Regions from separate parts of the Triticum aestivum genome. Here region 1 is linked to region 2. The links are chromatin contacts, called in public Hi-C maps. All regions are on one chromosome and are shown on one strand. Each heading gives the region's core, a stretch centred on a gene start, on an enhancer-like site or on the middle of the called end of the contact. The rest is flanking DNA. Distances are from core to core; before and after follow the strand shown. Region 1 holds the start of LOC123091355 (glutathione S-transferase U17). Region 2 holds the start of LOC123123804 (probable glutathione S-transferase GSTU6).

What was found. Hi-C and Micro-C count contacts between places; a contact is called where the count stands out from the background.
Region 1: a contact with region 2 is called in a Hi-C map of leaf, with 5 times the contacts expected there. The contact joins the promoter of LOC123091355 here to the promoter of LOC123123804 in region 2. A contact is called at or near these places in 2 of 5 Hi-C or Micro-C datasets (both in leaf).

The regions. Positions count from the first base shown.
Region 1 is chr1B:355,990,355-355,993,054 of IWGSC CS RefSeq v2.1, forward strand. It overlaps LOC123091355 (glutathione S-transferase U17), which reads left to right and starts at 1,445. Exons shown (of 2, transcript XM_044512851.1): 1 at 1,445-1,851; 2 at 1,982-2,496. The coding sequence starts at 1,516. The coding sequence ends at 2,359.
Region 2 is chr1B:355,071,925-355,074,624 of IWGSC CS RefSeq v2.1, forward strand. LOC123123804 (probable glutathione S-transferase GSTU6) reads right to left here and starts at 1,289. Exons shown (of 1, transcript XM_044544432.1): 1 at 324-1,289. The coding sequence starts at 1,173. The coding sequence ends at 472.

The DNA of each region.
Region 1 (2,700 bases), core at 195-2,694, 920 kb after region 2:
AGCAGGGAAGTCCTCCATCCTAAAGGAGAACACTATTACGAGGACGTAGAACTTTATATGCATTAAATCATGTATGGAAACTTGTTCAAAATTGTATATGGTCATCCGATGATATTGAATATATATTGTATATTCCTCTTGAATTCTTTTTGGTTCTAATTTCAAATTTATTTGAAATTGTACATTCATATGCATGTATGTAGTACCGTAGAATATATGAAACTCCTTCAAAATTAAAATAAAGCACAAAAGAAATAAAACAATACAAATTAAACAGAAAACAGGTTTAGGGGGGGGGGCTAAAACCCTAAACCTGCGGCGGCCTTTAGTCGCGGTTGGCCAGAAGAACCGCGACTAAAGGTCCTCCGCCCCGACGGCCACCTGGCGCCCACGTGGACGGGCCTTTAGTCGCGGTTCTTAAGCAACCGCGACTAAAGGGGGGGGGCTTTAGTCGCGCCCGTTCGGTCGCGGTTGCGCAACCGCGACTAATGGCAGTTGCGAACCGCGACCAAAGGCCCTTTTTCCACCAGTGATGCTTGGAAAGTTAAAGTAACTTTGAAAATCAAAGTGTTTATGTGGTTTGTGCATAAGCAAGTTATTTTGACTAAGGATAATTTGGCAAAACGCAATTGGACATGATCTACGAGATGTAGCTTTTGCGACCAACACGAACCAATCAAACACCTCTTTTTTGATTGTCCGCTGGCAAAAATTATGTGGCGGTCGGTTCACATAGCTTTTAACATTACCACCGTACTCTATCAACGCGTTATATGGGGCGTGGCTTGATGGGATAGATTCAGATACAATAAGACATATTCGTGTAGGTGTATGTGCTTTATTATGGGCAGTCTGAAACTGTAGAAATGATCTGGTCTTTAACAGAATAACAAATATTCACCTTTTGCAGGTTATCTTCAGGGCCACTGTGTTGATTCGTATATGGTCGCTACTCACTCCAACGAAGGCCAGGGAGCGTTTAGTTACTGCGTCTACCCAATGGGAGATGGTAGCACGGGATATTTTCAACCGGTTTGAATGGCGGTTATGTAATAGGACAGGCATGTAGTGCTCCTACCTTTTCATGCCAGTCGGTTGTGGCTTTTCTACTACTGATTAGCTCTTCGTGAGCCTTTATTTTGTTCTTTGTTCGAGACTTGGAGACTTATGCTGGACCTTTTGTTTATTAATAATATTGGCCGTATGCATCGTTCTGATGCAGAGGCTGGGGCGAATCCCCCTTTTTGAAAAAACGTGGTCTCGAGAAGGTTACCTGACCACAGAAAATCCGATACACGCTCGCTCCTGTGACGAAAGGGCTCGCATCAAGTCATCAAGAAACGTGCGTCTAGCTCACTGGTACACAAGTCGAGCGACGCACGGCTTCAAACCATGACGCACGCGACGACGTCGAAGCCGTAGTGGCCGATGCTTCAATTCACTTCATATAGACATACCGCCTCAGCTCAGTCCTCACTGCAGAAACACCACACGATCTGAAAAAATCGACAAAACATGTCGTCGGAGAAACAGGAGACGGCGTCGGTGCGCGTGCTGGGCAGGTGGCCGAGCCCGTTCGTGATCCGGGTGCTGATAGCTCTTGGGCTCAAGAGCGTGGACCACGAGCTCGTGGAGGAGGCCGTGGGCAACAAGAGCGAGCTGCTGCTCGCCTCCAACCCCGTGCACAAGAAGATCCCCGTGCTCCTGCACCACGGCAGGCCCGTCTCCGAGTCCCTCATCATCCTCCAGTATGTCGACGAGGCCTGGGCCTCCCAAGCCCCGGCGCTCCTCCCGTCCGATCCCTACGCCCGGGCGGCCGAGCGGTTCTGGGCCCAGTACGTCGACGACAAGGTAAAAAGACAAGGCAATCCAGTTCTGATTTTCGCTTTGAACTTCTCAGTTCTCAGCAACAAAATGATAGTATGAGATTACAAAGCTTTCCCCTAAACAAACGTGTGCTCCCTGTTCAATGGATGCGTAGTTCCCTACGGCGATCCGCGTCCTGAGGGGAAGGCTGGACGGAGACAAGGACGAAGCGGCGGCTCAGGTGTGCGCCGCTCTGCAGCACCTGGAGGTGGCCTTCGCCGACTGCAGCCAAGGGAAGGATTACTTCGGCGGCGACGGCGTGGGTTACCTGGACATTGCTCTGGGGTCGCACCTCGGATGGATCAGGGCGGTAGAGAGGATCGCTGAAATCAGGCTGCTCGACGCGGCCAAGGTTCCTAAGCTGGCCGCCTGGGCGGATCGGTTCTGCGCCCACCCGGCGGTGGCGGACGCCATGCCTGAGGTGGACAGGTTCGTGGAGTTCAGCGTCAAGAATGGCGGCGCTGTGAAGGCGGCTAGTGCTAATTACAAGTGAACGAACTGTGGTGGACACTAGACAGTGCTCGATGGCATAGCAAGAATAAGTAACCTGCTGGCTAAGTAACCTGCTGGCTGTCGGTGTAAACCGTCCTTTTTACACGAAAATGATAAATCCCGAACGTTCGGATTTAAGCATGGCAATCTAAATGTTTTTATGACAACATTAATTCACGTGAGGTTGACAAACATGTTTTAACAACTAAAGTTGTCACCTCGCATCAACTAAACTTGTCATGAAAAAACATTCGGAATTACATGTTTAAAATCCGAAAATCGGGATTTATTGGGGTCTTTTTTATAATGAAGAAAAGAGCTCTTGGTGAAATGCGGCTCAAT
Region 2 (2,700 bases), core at 39-2,538:
CTTACTGACAAAAGCTGCTATGGTGGTGGGTGGTGTGTGTGTGAGGCAGCATATCATAGTTTTGGAGGAAAGTATGAGAGAGAAATTGATAAGTAAGGAAAGAAAAGAGAGAGGGTGGGTCCCAAAGTAGGCTGCAACATTCCATGAGAGTTATTTCATACGGTGGTCTCAAATTGACTGATCTACGTGGATGGGCTGAGGCAGCATCAAAGTGCTGCCTCCATTGTACATGCCCTAACTGCAAGCGTGCAGTCGTCACCGCACCAGGCAGTCGATTTTCTGTTTAAGCATCAATAAAGTTTCACTTTTTGGTTCCTGGGAAATCAACAAACATCAAAATTATTCAGCATCGTTTGCCCTTGGTACAACACACGACATGCGGTGCATTTATTCAGCACACACTGGACGGACTCAGACACGCACACACACAAACACACATGTCACGAGCTGGCGATGTCACGGGCTCACAGTTCACTTCGCTTTGGCGGCGACCCAAGCGAGCACGGTGGGCAAGAACTCGAGCATCTTGTCGGCGTCGTCCGGCACGACGCCCTTGGCCGCGTCCGCCGCGCGGAACTGCTCCTCCCACCTGGCCAGCAGCGGCGTCCTCGCCGGGTCGATCAGCCGGCGCCCGATGATCTTGTCGATCGCCCCGAACCACCCGAGGTAGCCGCCGAGCACGACGTCGACGAACCCGATGGCGTCGCCGCCGAAGAACGCCTTCCCCTTGGAGCACTCCGCGAACGCGCCCTCCAGCGTCTCCAGCGCCGCCACGGCCCGGGACACGGCCTCCGCCCTCTCCTCCTCCGTCTTGCACGAGAAGAGCATCCCCGTCCACGCCGACCCGACCTTGTCGTCGACGTACGCCGCCCAGAAGCGCGCCGTGGCGCGCTCGTAGGGGTCGGCCGGGAGCACGGACGGGCCGGCCCCCGCCCAGACCTCGTCGATGTACTGCACGATGACCTGGGACTCGTTCACGGGGCGGCCGCCGTGGAGGAGGACGGGCACGCTCTGGTGCACCGGGTTGGAGCCCAGGAGGAGCGCGCTCTTGCTGCCCAGGTTCTCCTCCACGTACTCGTACGGCAGAGACTTGAGGTTGAGCACCACGCGCACCCTGATGACGAACGGGCTCGTCCACACGCCCAGCAGCTTCAGCTCGCCGTCTCCCGCCATTGCAAGTCCTGCTGATGTGCGGAGCAACGAACTGTGAGGGTAGGAGACGTGTATGGCGTTGATGAAAGTGGTTGTAGAATGCTCGGGTTGTGGTATGATTACCTATGATTATACGAGCCAGCCCGCATGAGTTTATATACAGGAAGATAATGGGAATGTGCAGGTAAATTGTCTGTTTGACTGGTACGTGGACGTCTTTGATGGACACGTTCGACGTTGCTACAGAAATGTTTCAAGTTTGTGGACTTTGATGCGAAGCCGTTCAACGTTTTGCAAAGAGGGGAAATGGAAGCTTCAGCACAGGAGCACGCACGTTTATTAGGAGAAAACTAGTTTGTTGACTTTGATGTCGTCAGCACGGACGTGGTACGATACTCAGATGGTAAAATCAAATTGTTGTTTTGTTCTGAGAAAGGTAGCAGCCAAAGCAACCACTCTATTTCCGGGCATCTCTTTCGTCGGCCCTTTCACTAGCATAGCATCGAATTAGCCGTTTAACGTTTTGCAAAGAAAGGTCGCGGTGAAATGGAAGCTTCAGCACAGGAGCACGCACGTTTATTAGGAGAAAACTATATCCATCATTTGTGAATTCGCTGGCGCATAACAAAAATATCCCTGAACTTGAGAAATACAATAACTCAGTACTTAACATACGAATTTCACTCGGATTTAACCACCAATTTCCATCACTAAGGGGCGACGGCAAGCTAACACTGATTACGTAGTGATTTGAACTCTAAAAGAAGACCAATTTTAAGCCCTAAACACTGATTTCTTCAGACGTCGTCGTCGTCGGCAAACCCAGCTACTCTGAGTCCTCATCGTCGCCATACAAGATCTTGTTGGAAATATTAGCACTTTTTGATTAAATTAATCCACAAATAAACAGTAAGCATGACATATACGGTATGCATCTCATAGCAATACTGTCGTGGTGATCTCACGGCAGATGCCATGGGATGGCCTAAAGAGGGGACAAGGATAAGGGCACCAGTGGGTTCCAGAGCCGAGGTTGGCACGCGCAAGTGTAAGACACGAGACGTACCCAGGTTAGGGGCTTTCCGAAGAGATAACACCCCTAATCCTGCCGAGTGTGGTTTATATGAGGTAGATACAAGCTTGCTCCTAGAGCTGTTCTGGGGAGGAAGAAAGACTGGCCAGTGCATAGGCTGCTCCTTCTCCGTGTGTGTGTGAGTGTGTGGCTAAGCTTAACCAGGGGATCGGCCCTCTGCATGGAGGGGCACCGGGGGTCTTATAGGCTGCCCCCCCGGGGGTTACAATGGTAAAGTTACATGGGTGCGGGACCCGGGTGTCAGCGTCTAGGAGCCGGCAGTGGGGACCGCCGGGTCTGCCAGGTGCCTGTCTCGCCGGGTCTGCCGAATGAGGGCCTTACCGGGGCCTCCGGGCGCGGGTACGGCCGGCTGCTGGGAACTATTGGCATGCCTTGCTGGACGTCATGGGACGACATCACCGCCTCGCTATAGGGCTGCACCTCCGGGACGCCGCCCGCCCCAAGCGATGGCTTGG